2 separate regions of the Mus musculus genome follow, and region 2 is linked to region 1. A link is a contact called in public Hi-C data. All regions are on one chromosome and are shown on one strand. Each heading gives the region's core, a stretch centred on a gene start, on an enhancer-like site or on the middle of the called end of the contact. The rest is flanking DNA. Distances are from core to core; before and after follow the strand shown. Region 1 overlaps 4930452A19Rik (RIKEN cDNA 4930452A19 gene). Region 2 overlaps Pacrg (PARK2 co-regulated).

Region 1 (6,890 bases), core at 1,193-3,692:
GGTGCCCAACCTCAGCAGTGTGTCAAAGCCAATCAATGACAACCAAAACCCACCAAATTTGTTTCACCATTTGAAAAGCAACGGCCCCTAAGGCCACCTGTGAGCAGCCTGGTAGACACACAGTACACATGGGGGTCCAGAGAGGGGGATACAGGGGGCAAGCCTGACTGGTCTCTGCACATGTGAGTTTATGCCAGTACCAGGGAGGGGTCTCTGAAGAAGAGGAAAAAGTACTATTCTTGTTCTTCATTTTAAGGTAGGGGTATATGATGTGATGGCAAATTAAGAGACGATGTTAACACCCCCTCTTCTGACACCCAGACAGCATGGATGCCTTCCAACCTGACTTCTGTTTTTGTTGATTCTCCTTCAAAATGGCACACCATGCATGTGTCCTGGGAGAAAATATGGCAGGTTTGGCCAGGAAAACCAATGGCCAGGACAGGCAAAGAAAAGGAACCTGTGATCAGTGTGGTCCCTGAGCTGAAGGACCCTAGGGACAGCATCTGTCCCCTGAGAGCACAGGCTTCCCACAGTTCTTTTCGTGTGTGTGTGTGTGTGTGTGTGTGTGTGTGTGTGTGTTTCCTACCCAATAGCTCACAGCCAGTTTCCTTACTTTTGGTTCATACCATCTATCTCCCTAGATACCCCTTCCGTGGGTTCAGCTCCCCCACATCATTAAAGGCCTGCTTTCCTTACAGGAGTCTCTGAGGGTAGTACCATCCTTCTCTGTAGACACCTGTCTTCCAGGAGCTGGGCTTGAGCCTGAAGCTCATCTCTCACATGGCCACTTGCAGCTTGCCAAGATAGCTGGGGTCAAGATTTAGTCAGCCTTCTACAAATAAAGCATACCCTGACCCAACCATGGAAGCACCCATGAGCTAAGCCTCTGGTTTCCAACAGTTGCATCAGCCATTATCGCACACGCACAAACGCATGCACACACTCAGAGAGAGAGAGAGAGAGAGAGAGAGAGAGAGAGAGCTGGCACTCAGTGGGCAAAGGATTCACTGGCCCTCATTGAGCAAGGGATCTGCATGGCAGCAACACCTTTTCCTAACTTTCCAAACCCAAGTTAACTTCCCTTTGTCAAAATTGTGAAGCATTAATGTGCCCAAATGAAAGGTCAGAGGTATAGACTTGTGTCCTGGCCTCATTTCCAGTAAGAATGGTCTACATGGAGTAAGGGAGGCTTACAGCTTTACCTAGGCCAGTCCCGAAGATGAAGGCACAGATGGGTGGGTATTGGCTGTGGACCATTCATTCAATGGTCCAGTAAAAACAGTGGAGCCAGGCTCTGAACCAAGAGGTCCCATGCTTACCCACCCCAAACTGCCCCTTCCCATACCCTCACCCTATTCCCTAACAAAGATCCTTTAAGTTATGTCTAACAGAAAACCCCTTATTCTTTAGTAAGAAAAAAAGCAACTAAATAGAAAAAAAAATTAAAATTACCCGCAGAGCAACCAGTTTCTGACCCTTTCCTCTGCTGCAGAGAGCTATAGCCTTCCTTTGCAATAAACTTAACTTGCTTACTTTTCTTTAAAAATATATACAAATTCGCAGCAGTGGCAGCAGCACTCTGAGGACCCAACCCCTGTGGCTCAACATGAGGGCAGTGATGCTGGCTGCTTAGTTTGGCTCACCTGGGCTGCTATGGTGTCTGTGGATATTTGAGAACTGTGTGGCTGAAACACACAAGAGAGAAATGTTAGTGATGTCCATGAACTTTTCTAACACAGCTGTTAGAAATCAGCAACCTGGATGGCTTAGGACTGGTGCCAGACATAGCATCAGAGATAGTTGGTCCCTCACCTTCTACTCTTGGACTTCTCATTAAAGTAGACTGCCACCATAGCTCACGCTGCTACTGATCACTGGGGAAACTAAGGCAGGCAATCATTTAAAGCTGAGCCCCATCTGCATTCCCGGATGAGGTCCAGGCCAGAGTCGGCTCATGTTGTCTTCAAAATAAAACAAACAAAAAGACAAGATGTCCCAACCCAACCTCAAAGGTAAGTGGCCCCTAAGGTCCCTGGCAGAAATTTTGACTAGCATTCAGAGATGGGAGCATAAAAACACCAGAGTTCCCAGGACCCCACATTCTGGGTTTAGAATCAGGGTGGATCCAGTTGCCCTCACATGTGGTATAGAAACAGGCTCATCAGAAATCTCCTTAGGCAGATGATGAACTTATAAACCAAGGAGGGGTATGTGGGAGGGTTTGGCAAGAAAAGTGAGAAATGATGTAATTATATTATAATCTCAAAAAACAAAAAAAAACAAAAAACAAAAAAAACCCTGTAATAAAAAACGTTCTGGTTGGGGACCCCTGGGCCACTAGGGGGAGCCAGGGGAATGATATCGGAGGGCTCTTGGGGTTGGGGGGGGGGGTTACCAGATCTGAGGAAGAACTTGGGAACCACTACCACAGTGATTTTGTTACACTGAAAGGCACACAGCCCTCTCTGAGGCTCTCTGGAATCAATCCGATGTGTGTGGTACGGAGAGAGGTGCTCACTGAGGATGCTGGCCCTTCCTGAGACCCGCAGCCTCAGGTCTGGGCAGCCAGAGTCACACATGGCTGAGCATCAAGGACACAGAGGCAACCAGGGCGGGCTATTCTCAGAGTGTTGGAATGGAGGTGACAGGTCACATCAGGGTGGCGTTCAGAGCAGTGAAGGACTTGGGGCTTGAAACCTTAGCCATAACTAGGCTGTCTCTGAAAATTTTGGACTCATCTGAGAGGGGGGTGCAGCAGCTACACAGAATGGGGGAGGGACTCTTGGTTACAGTCATTCCCATAGGACATTTCATGTCTCCAGGGCAGCAAACATCACAGCCTGGAGTTACCACCAGCCACAATACTGAAGAGAAAGACCACAGACTTTAGCCCATCTAGCAGCTGCCCTCACCCTTTTTATTTTTTTTCTCAAAGGAAAAGTGCTGACACCATTTTCCAAGCCTTAATTATACATAAAAGCTCTCTCTTTAGTCAAAGAAAAGCTGAATGTAAACTCAAAACCATATTGACGTTATTGACCCACCGTGGCCCCACATGAGCCTTACATCTGCCTGCCAATATGACAGAAACTGGTAGGCGAAGGACACAAATGTCCCGTGTCCTTGACAGACAGACAGCCTTCGTTTCCACATCAGCAGATTCTGTCTTTGTGGATTTGTGAGGAGGAAGAGAATAGGGCTCCTGATAGAAGCTTGGCGTACAACTCCCCAGCATCCTTCAAGTGATAAGCAAAAGCTTCCATGGCTCACCACTCTCTGCCTAGACAAATTCTAAATATGGATCTGCACATATGTACAGATTAGACTGAGCACACAGGAGCAAAGCAAGCTGGCCATCCGTCCCTCCTGTCCCCTCCCTCTGTAGGAATCTGGCTGGGGATGTAGGTTTGAGTTCACAGTACTGACGATCTCAGAGTCCAGCTGAGCATAGCACAGGAAATCAACATGCCTGCATCTGAACTAACTGCATTCTGCTTCATTGCCCTGCTTGCCAACAAATGTTTATGCTCTTATTGCCTAAGGTCCTATGATTCAAAAGGGGGCCCATATATTCTACCATAGCATCTCCAGTGCATTAGTACTTAATGGCCATGGGCCGTGGAGCGACACTGTTTAACCAAGGTTACTCTTTTTTTTTTTTTTTAACCTCAGTGCTATTTTGGTCTTGAGTGTGCTTCTGGCCTTTGTGGTTTTATGGAAATTCAGTGTCCTTCAAAGGAGAGGAAAGAGTGATGTACACCCAGAAGAAATCTGGTTTCTCAGCTCAGGCCTTGGAGAAGCTGGGAAGACAATATTCTGAGCTGCTCAGCAGCTGTTTCTGGCTTCTGTATGGTCTATCTGTCCTCCAGTCACTAGTGGAATTGCCATCTTAGTCCCATTTAGGGATCTGCTGTTCTCTGTGGCTTCAATCTCAAAATATTCTGTGACCGAGTATCCCCAACACTGCCCAAGAAACCCACACGATAACTCATAATGAAGAAGGTTATTCAGTTCCATTCACTGTTAGAGAGGGTTTAACAAAAATGCCCAAATGAAGGCTCTTAATTGGAGCTGAAAATAATAAACAGATGGATGGATAGATAGATAGATAGATAGATAGATAGATAGATAGATAGATAGATAGATAGATAGATAGATAGATAGATAAACAGATCCAAGATTCAGAAACATTTGTTCTGGGTACAATTCATACTGGAAAACAAATTGTTCTGTAATCTATAAATCCCAGAGATGACCCACATTGGTTAGAATCTCCAGTCTCTTCCCAGTTTTGAAGGAATTTGAGTGGCTACGTCAGGGAGAGTAAAGCTAACTTCCATGTAAAGTGAATGAACACCTGAATTGGAGGGTATAAAGATGGCCTCTTTATCAGTTCAGGCCAGTTCTTGGACTGAGGGAAGCTCTCAAGGCCCGAACCTCCTTCCTTATCATGACTGCAACATATACGGGGCTGCATGGTACTCAGCCTCAAATCACAGATGGGGAAGAAGGATGCAGATGGAGACTAGCTTCCCAGCCACAGTGACAAAGGAAAGATGGCTACCACCTCTGCTTTCGTGCCCATGGTCAAGCCTGGTCGCCAGGTCTCAAGTGTAAGTAAATGAGGCTGGGAAGTAGCATTCCCAGCAGACCAACCATTTCCCAGAGATGAATTTCAGCCAGCCTAGAGCAGGCTGCATTTCCAAGGACAGACAATAATCTCTGACATGTAGTCATTTAGTAGTGCAGTTGACCCTTGGAGCAACGTCCTTGATGCCGGTAAATCCATCTCACACCTTTGGAGTACTCAGGAATCTACAATTCTCAAATATACCAGCAAACCTGTTCTGTCTTCATCACTCGTGGGCAGATATAACTAATTCTAAAAAACATCCTTACACTGAATTATGAATTTATGCTCAGGAAACTTCATACAGCGCCCACCTGTTGATGTTGCTTCTACCTTTCTAGAATCGTCTGGATTTATCTTTATTCTCCACTTGACAGGTTTTCAAGAGACCAAAAGAGCCTTGTGCCTCCTTTAGATGGTTAATTTTTCTAAACATTCTCATCTTCACATTGGGTTCTGTTGTCCTTCACACGAGAATACTCAGGTAGTGATGGTTCAGCCTTTACAGGTAGTTTAGCTAATGGGGTCTGGAGAGATGACTCAGCAGTTAAAAGCATGCACGTACACATACATACTTTAAAATAACATATCTTTAAAAACTATTTTGCTAAGAATAAGAACACAATATCAAGTAAACTGAAGCGGAAGCAGGGATGGGGAGACAGGATGAGAACGTCTCAGTGCACCCCCATTTCATAGAGAAGCATTGTTTGAGCCTCTTTCCTACCCCTCCTGCACTGCCTGCCTGACTGTAGGTGGGTTACCCGTGGCCATCTGTTTTCCCACCAAGCCTCCCTCAGCCTCTGTGCACTGTGGGGCATGGGTGCTTGTTTCCAGTCAATGATTTCTGAAGCTTAGAAAAGGAAAACACAGCAGAATTAAGATGATAACAAAGGAGGCCTGAGACCAAAAGGCCCTGCATGTGGGCTTCTCATCCCCAGAGCTGCGCTCTGTACGGCGAGGTGGCCGTGTATCAGATGCTCTGTCTCTTTGCACCTAAAAGAATTAATAAAGTTCAGATTAAATATTAAAAAGAAAAGCTCTAGCCCACTGCTCCTGCAGGAAGGCTGAGAAATGGAGAGTTTATACTCTGCAGGGCTGGCTTTATAAAAAAAAAAAAAAAAAAAAAAAAAACTTAAGAATACTTTTTTTGTACAATTAAATTTTGCAATTGGAAATTGCACCGTGTATAAGAACACTTTACGTTGGCTGTGCTGTTCTGTTCAAACGATCCAGAGACGTAGTTGGCCTCTTGTTATATTTTATTTTGCTCTATTTTGATGGGAGAAAAGGGAGGCAGAGTTGTGAACAACCTCTTAATACAGTTTAGAAACTTCGTGTGCAAAGGGCACTGATATAGTAATTACCGGTTTTCTTTTATCAGCCGCCCTCCTTTGTCACCTCTGCTATTTAAAGTTACTGTTCACACACTGTGGCTAATTCCTTTTGTTAAATTTCACATTGAATGCAGCTTCCTGAATGTTTGTTATTGCGGGCCTATGGATGTAGGCTTCTCAGATAAAGGAAAAGCCGGGTGCATCCATCTGTAGGCAAATTGAAAATGAGTTTAACCCCTTGACTTCCGCGTCTCTGCACCCTTAGGCGGAATGTGTTCAACCGGTCTGACTGACAAGATTTAACAATGTAGCAACATCTGTGTTTTATTTTTTAAGGGCATTTTCTAGAACATCCAAAGCAACTGTGTCTATATGACCTATATGGTAATGCAAAGAAACTCACTTGGGGAGGAGGCCCAGGACCATGGCTGGGGAAGAGGAGAAAGAAAGAAAGAAAGAAAGAGAGAGAGAGAGAGAGAGAGAGAGAGAGAGAGAGAGAGAGAGAGAGAGAGAGAGAGAGAGAGAAAGAAAAAAAAACCAGCGACACTTTTGAAATTGGAAAAGGTCTATTTTCATTACTCCCGACATATTTCCTGACAGCTCATCAGGTTATTGCCAACCAGAGGAGTTTCTAAGCCAAGAGAGGAAAACAGAAAGGAGAGGGAGAGCAAAATTTTGCCCCCCCCCCCCCGCCCCAAAGTAGCATTAGTAAGGGAAGCCGCCTGTTTCTCTTCTTTCGGTGTTTGTTTATTTGTTTGTTTGTTTGGGGTTTGGGGTTTTGGGCTTTTTCTATTTCAATTTTCAGAAAGAAACGGAGGTGGGGAGAAAGCATCAGAAAGCGATCAACCGCGTCTTTTTCTTCCTCTCGGGCTAATTTTGAAACAAGAGAGGCGAAAAGGTCAGCCACATGGGAAAGAGAA
Region 2 (6,890 bases), core at 1,123-3,622, 1.0 Mb after region 1:
AGTTGGAAGGTTTGGATGCCTCTCAGATCTGACCTCTTTTCTTCCTCCTTTCAGATCTTGAAGATGTCGGACTCTACATTCCTATTATCTTTCAAGACTTCTCTGTTGCTTAGGTTGGATGATTTCTGCGGCTAGATCTTCATGTCTGTAGATTTTCCCTTTTGCCCTTTCTACCCTGCTACAGAACCAAGATAGTCTTACGATGACATAGAAAAACTTTTTCATTTTGCTTTTCATTCTAAAACATCCACTTGATCTTCTTTACTTGATGAGACTTTCTATTAGCAATGCACAAGTCACTTAAGTTTCTTTCTTAATGCATATATAATATTTCCACTGTTCTAATGCTGATATTTATTGATTGGATTTTTCATTCTTCCTGCAGTGTTGCTGAGTTTGGGTGTGATATGAACTTCTAGCCATTTTATATTATGAAACGCTAAGTTTCCTTTCTTCCCTTGTTTAACACCCTTAGCTCCATCCCGTGGATGCTAGTGTGGCTGCTTTCATCCTGGAGAGGAGAGAGGCTCAAGAAACCCATAAAAACTTTATAAGAAGTCAAAGATGCTATAGGACTGAGGAGATTCCCCCTCACCCCCAAGGTTCTACAAGGTTTTACAAGCTGTAAACAGTGGCCAGGAAGGCAGCTTTTGTGAGCTGTCATCCATGTGGGGGTGGACTTGTCTTTGAGTCCTCTATGTTCCTACATGTAACTCCAATGAGCTCATTGATTCACTAAGCTAGACATAGGTAGAACTGCTTGTTTCTTCAGTTGTCAGTGCCCTATGTGCAGTAACATTTGTCTGCATACATGTCTCCAAGAGAAGTCACACCACAGTTGGCAAGCACTCTATTACTGAGCTGTAGCTCCAACCTAAAAGGGGCACATTGTAAACATTCCATTTCCACATCTCCGCAGGGGTGCGGATAAAGTCCAATATCAACAAACTGGGGTTAGAAGTATCCAGCCCTACCTGGTTCAGAGCAAAGGATTTACTATTCATACTGAGGAAGGGGGTACCTTATGAGCTCCCTGATTTGGGAGTAAAAGTCTTGCTCCATTCCTAGTACTATATACATGGTGAGCTGGCCTTACTCCCGCTGGACAAGAGTGCAATGTCTCCCTCTCTGCTGGCTGTCCTCTTACGGTCCCCTGGTAGAAAAAGAGGGCAAGCCTCTTATTCCTAAAAGTAGGATCCAAGTGTGTGTAAGCTCAGCTCAGTGTCTCTGCTGACATCATAGGTCTGGGATCGTCACTGACTCAGTGGAACTGAATGCACAGCATCTCCTTATGAAACCTCACCTATAACCAGTAGGTAGGTATTTTCTATGGGTTTTCAAAGTTTGTCAGCTTCTGAAGTCAACTGTTTCTGCGGTGAGCCCATCTTCATTGATTTGGCCTAAAATTTGATTGCAGTCATCCTTCCCTCTCTGCTTTATATTTCCTTTAAAAATAGTTTCCCTTTTGTCTCTGCAATAATTTTGATTCTGAAGTCAAACACTAACTGCTCAAGTATTTGAAGGAATGAGCACGTTTCTCTCTAAGGAAGCCTAGAAGGCTTTTTATAAATTGATATAGACAACGTAGAGTTCTTTCTTCCCACAAATTTCCATGTACTCCCTACAGGATGACTCCATGCCTGAAGGCCCATGGAAAGTCTATGCTTGAAGAGGATTTTATAAAGTAACCCATGTTACTATGCAATCACTCAGCAACAGGGGATTGTTTTCCCTTCAGTGTCTCTATCTTTATTTTACTGCTGTTCATTTTAGTTTTTAAAAACATTTTTATCTTTTTATTTGTTATGAATCTACTTCAAGTTAACACCTGTTATCTCAAAATTGCAGTGTGCAAAAACAAAGAGAGCATTAGTAATTAGATCTGCTAGTGTCATAGTTAGATCCTCTCACTATGTCCTTAGATAATATTTTCTTTGTTTCAACCAGATTATCTGTGTGAGTATGTGCTCTACATGAGAATGTAGCATCTTTTAACACTTACATGCATTACATCCCAAATAACTCTCTAAGCCTATGCATGCTAAGTGAAATATAGAATAACTAGAAAGAGAATATAGGTATCATGATCAAAGACCACACAGAAGACGAATGCTTGACTAAGCAACTTTCAAAACACATCAAAATACTGCTAAGGATTCTTAGGTAAGTTTATGCTTGTGGAAAAGGAACTACTGTAAGTTTTATTTCATGTCTTAAGATTTCTTCTCTGATTTATTATAAATAATATAAGGCAAACAAGGAACCATAAATCAAACTAGCTTTGTGGGAAAATGCAATTAAGATTGCCCGAATGGTGGGGACAATCCGTAAACCAATTAGGAAGAGTGGATGTCACAGCAGAATGCTTTTAATAAAAGCTAATGCACTTGGGAAGCAAGATATTGAATGCAGTTTGAAATGACTTCAGATGACAGAGTACTTTATATGCCTGCATTTATTGAATGCCTCGTAATGGATTTAGGACTTAGATCACTGTGTCTGTCACAGGGCCACAAAAGTAATAATAAGTAGGAAGGAATTTAAGGCTCTCTCAAACTCTCCATCATAAAATTAAAAATTTTTCCTTTTCATTATTTTTATTCTTAAGCATAAACCAGAGCTATAAAAAAGAAAGGACCTTTTATTCCAAATGGAAAGTTGACAGTGGGTAATTCAAATTAGTCCATTTAGCTAACTCACTAAAGCGCTGGGATCAGGAGATGGCAGAGATCGTAATTCCCAGTTGCACAAGCTGCAACCCAGAGTTTGTGATACATTACAGCACAGCTGTCGTTCAGCAGGGAGACATCTTGGCAGTGCCCCTGAGTTCCTGCTGGACTGTGAGCCTGGTCTGCAGCATATGCAGCCAGCATCCTGGGTTCTGATTCAGAAATGTGGTGATTCAGTGTCTGGCCAGTTCACTCATTGTAATTGATTTTGCTACCAAAAGTTCTGCAATGTCTAAGGTCACCAGATGAACAAATGAAGAAAATGCCAACAGAATTAAGATGATAAGCAAACTGAATCACAGGAGAACATGGAGAAAGCAAGTAGCTTTCAACAGGGCCAAAGCGAGCTCTGGTAGCTGAGCAGTGGTGAGGGGACATCAATGAAATAGTTCTCACAGTATAAGGTGGTGTATGTGTGTGTGTGTGTGTGTTTATAGAAAGAGAGAGGTAGATACTCTATAGATTCCTTAAAAGTCAGATGTTAAAAGCAACAGTCAGTGACAGAGAAACCAGCTATTTTAGGAAGATTATTCTGTCAAGGCCTAAAAACAGAAATATAAAAACAAGACATTAGTATCTATACATCATATTGTTTTCAAAAACTTATAAGATGCCCTGAAGTCAGGAGAAGGTAGAGTCAAGAAGTGTAGCCTGGGGCATGGTATAAGAGAAGGCTTCAGTGATGGTGGCATTATAACATAGCATAGCATAACATAACATAACATAACACAACATAACATAACAACATGCATGCATTGCTCTATTATTAATACTATTGGCACGTATTGTCAACAAAACCTTATGAAACTTTTTTATGTACAAAGAACTTAAAGAAGCTAGACTCATAAGTCACCCCTTTCAGTAGCCAGCTGAAACAGGCCGCATGCCCTTCTTGTCTAAAGAACATGGCCTCAGTCACTGTGCTAGATGTGATTTAGGCAAAAATACAAAGAATCACCAGACAAGTGTGTCGTTTATGGGATTGTGTGGGATTTGAGGATTGCGGCTGACTGGGAACTAGAGGCAGACCTAAGACTTAGGCTTCAGTACGAAAAGGCTGGAATAATCCATTTGTGTAAATCATAGACATAAGAAAAGATCACAGAATATTCGGAGAAAAGTTTGCTAATCAGTTACAATTCTACTATCAATTAGTAACTTGACACTTTCCCTTCCAAAGTTTTCAGAAACATACATGCTGTGGACTCTACCCTTGATCTCTTGAGAGAGTGGCCGTCCTACTTAGTGTAACATGCCATGGTTTTGCTACTGATGTCAAAATTGAAGTTTCCATGGATAAGCATATTTCCACCAACTATTAGCAATCATATTTGACTACCCATCCACTTTCCCATTGTAACTATACTGTTAAGTATTTCTGGCATATGTTTTCTGTATCCTGTATTATTCTCTTAGGCTAAGTTCCTCTATTTGAAATATAAGGTGGACTATATATAGGATATATACTTTATGATCCTTGATACAATTATTTACTAACTAAGCCAAAGACTCACAAATGAGAAGGTGCAGGTTCTCGTTTTGGTGTAAGTTCGAATACACACATCTGTACATACATACTTCATTCTTTTCAGCACTGCTACCAATTGCACAAGATCTTCACTTTAAATGATATTAAACACTGGACTGTTGATCTAACTTGTTTTCTTACCATCTTTGCTTCTCATTTCATTTATTCAGCATCTAAAGGTTTTGAGAGTTTACAGGTTTGAGAGTTTATTTGATCTCACTGCCTCCAGCTTTGCCTGTCTAGGTCATTCCTTTGTGTACTACACAATGAATATTCAAATAGACTAATTAAATTATATCTCTCATCTGCTTATAGTCCATAAATGATTTCTTATTGACATGTTGCACAGACTCTTGGGAGCAGACTGTGATCTCTGTTGTCAGTACTGCAGCACGAGTCACAGCCAGATAGAGCCAGCCATAGAGCATTGCTTTTTACTTCCAGGAGCTCATGGTTCCATCAGCCTACAGTTAAATTCTCTCTGTACTCCACCCTGTTCTCTCATCTTCCCTCTCTCCTGAATAAACAAGTAATCACTATTATCTTAAAAACTACAAACCCACCCTTTCTAGTAACAATTTAAAGTAAGACCAGATAGATACTTCTTCGCCTGGAGGTTAGGAGATAAACAGTTGGAGCTGCCTATTACACCTGTGACAAGATGGCGGGTTCAACCTCTGGAAATCAAAGGCAAGAATCTCAGATGGTTCCTGAATTCTGGACAGTAAGGTGTTTTTATAGGAGAATAGATAATCCTCATATGGTAGCAAGCAAAGTGGGAAGGAATATCATTGTGAGAGTCAGGGAATGAGCTTTTGCTCAGGGTTCAAGGATGCAGAGAAGAAGCTTAAGGAGGACTGAGACATCCATCTGTCATGGTTACTCTAGATGGTCAGCTTGACAAGACTGAGAGCAGTCAATAAGACTGGTGAAGGAAACCATCTGGTGCTTCCAGAAGTGATCATATCATGAAGACTGACCTAATCAATGGTTTATTATCTGAGGCTAAGTTATAATATGACTAGATTGCTGGCAGGTGGTGAAAGTGGGGAGGAAAAAAAAGTAGAGGAAGTGGACAACTGGGGTGCGCCTTGGAAGGCACACAGTCACCCTGGCCCATCTCTAGTCATCTGCTTCCTGCCCACTGTGAGGTGAGCAGCTCTCACACGGCCCTGACACCTTCATGTGCCAGCCTCAGCTCTGTCCCAGAGCCAAGGAGACTTCTGACACAGCCAACTGAAACAAATCCCGTGTTTCAAACCGTTTCTCTTAGGTATTTTCCAAAGAGACAGGAAAGTCAGATGCATAAATAGACAGTGGTGCTGTTATAGAGTGGAAGCCAGACTCCAGCCCACACAGGAATAAAGGGGTATGCGAGACTAAACCAGATGAATTTTATAGCCATATTTTGTGACTGTTGAAGTAGAGAAGAATTAATAGTAATTAGAAATTGGTCAGGAGGTGGAGTAAAATCGGTGAATAACACTGGAATTAATAAATTACTGAATCCACTTAGAAGCTAGGTGCCCTTCAGAATCAAAGGTGCATATGTAACTAATAAATTCATCTACAGTGGCCAAAGAATTTGTGCAGCATTGATTTTTCAGTGTTTAAAAACTCACAAAGTCAGGACTAGAGAGATGGCTCAGAGGTTAAGAGCACTGACTGTTCTTCCAGAGGTCCCGAGTTCAATTCCCAGCAACCACATGGTGGCTCACAATCATCTGTAATGGGATCAGATGTCCTCTTGCAGGGTGTCTGAAAACAGCTACGGTGTACTCACATAAACTAAATAAATCTTTTTTAAAAAGTTTCACAAAGTCTCCACACTCAGGAGGCTGAACCATGAGTAGCACTACCACAGGTTGAAAACAGCCTAGGTTATATAGCAAAATGTTATCTTAAAAAATCCATGACTCAAATCTGAACTTATAGGCTCTTGGTGACACAAATGTAAACAATCTCAGAAATAGAGGTCTCAGGAAGATGGCTCAGTTGGTAAAGTCCCTGCGCACAGGAGCTTGAGGACCTTGTCCACAAGCTTCAGATCCTTGACGTCCACAGCCACAGTGAGAATGGAGACATGTGGATAATCTGGTCAGACCACTCTGCTTAGTTCAATAAGAGAGCTTGTGTCAATAGATACAGTAGAGAGAAAATGAACACACACACACATGCACATGCATGCACATACACTCACATTCACACACACACACACACACACAGAGAGAGAGAGAGAGAGAGAGAGAGAGAGATTATTCCTAAAATAGAGTTTACAAGCCTCATAAGGCTTGATATTATTGGACACAAAAAAGATGAGCCAAACATACTATTCCCACTATAGATAGGACTTTTGATAATAAATAGGATATATGCAGAACATGTAACAGAAATAAGAATGAGGCAAGTAACAAAGTAACACCAGGTCACACCCCACATACTAAGGAAGCAACCCCTTATAGCAAGAGACGCTGTCCTTTCAACAAGAACCATTTGTTCATCTTTACTAAAATTTGCATGTGAGTCTGAATTTTAAATAACATCAATTAGAAAAAATATCAAGGAAATTGTACCCTAGATTCGTCTACTCGTTTACTTTATGGCTAGTCATGACTACCTCACAAGTGATTCAT

Evidence for each region. A called contact is a pair of places that touch in the nucleus more often than the background predicts.
Region 2: a Hi-C map of muscle stem cells shows a contact between it and region 1, with 3 times the contacts expected there. The contact joins two enhancer-like sites. A contact is called at or near these places in 1 of 39 promoter capture datasets (hippocampal neurons), 2 of 484 Hi-C or Micro-C datasets (embryonic fibroblasts and muscle stem cells) and 1 of 115 datasets of contacts at active chromatin or transcription factors (stem cell-derived neural progenitor cells).

The regions. Positions count from the first base shown.
Region 1 is chr17:9,757,164-9,764,053 of GRCm38.p6, forward strand. The region is part of intron 3 of 4930452A19Rik (RIKEN cDNA 4930452A19 gene); the gene reads right to left. Among named protein-coding and RNA genes, the nearest start is that of 4930452A19Rik, 15 kb to the right of the region's middle. Within about 2 kb of position 2,443, at least 47 of the 459 cell types and tissues checked have an H3K27ac peak or open chromatin away from gene starts, as enhancers often do. A contact at or near this core is called in muscle stem cells, where this site is marked.
Region 2 is chr17:10,781,794-10,788,683 of GRCm38.p6, forward strand. The region is part of intron 1 of Pacrg (PARK2 co-regulated); the gene reads right to left. Among named protein-coding and RNA genes, the nearest start is that of Gm16169, 23 kb to the right of the region's middle. Within about 2 kb of position 2,373, at least 4 of the 459 cell types and tissues checked have an H3K27ac peak or open chromatin away from gene starts, as enhancers often do. A contact at or near this core is called in muscle stem cells, where this site is marked.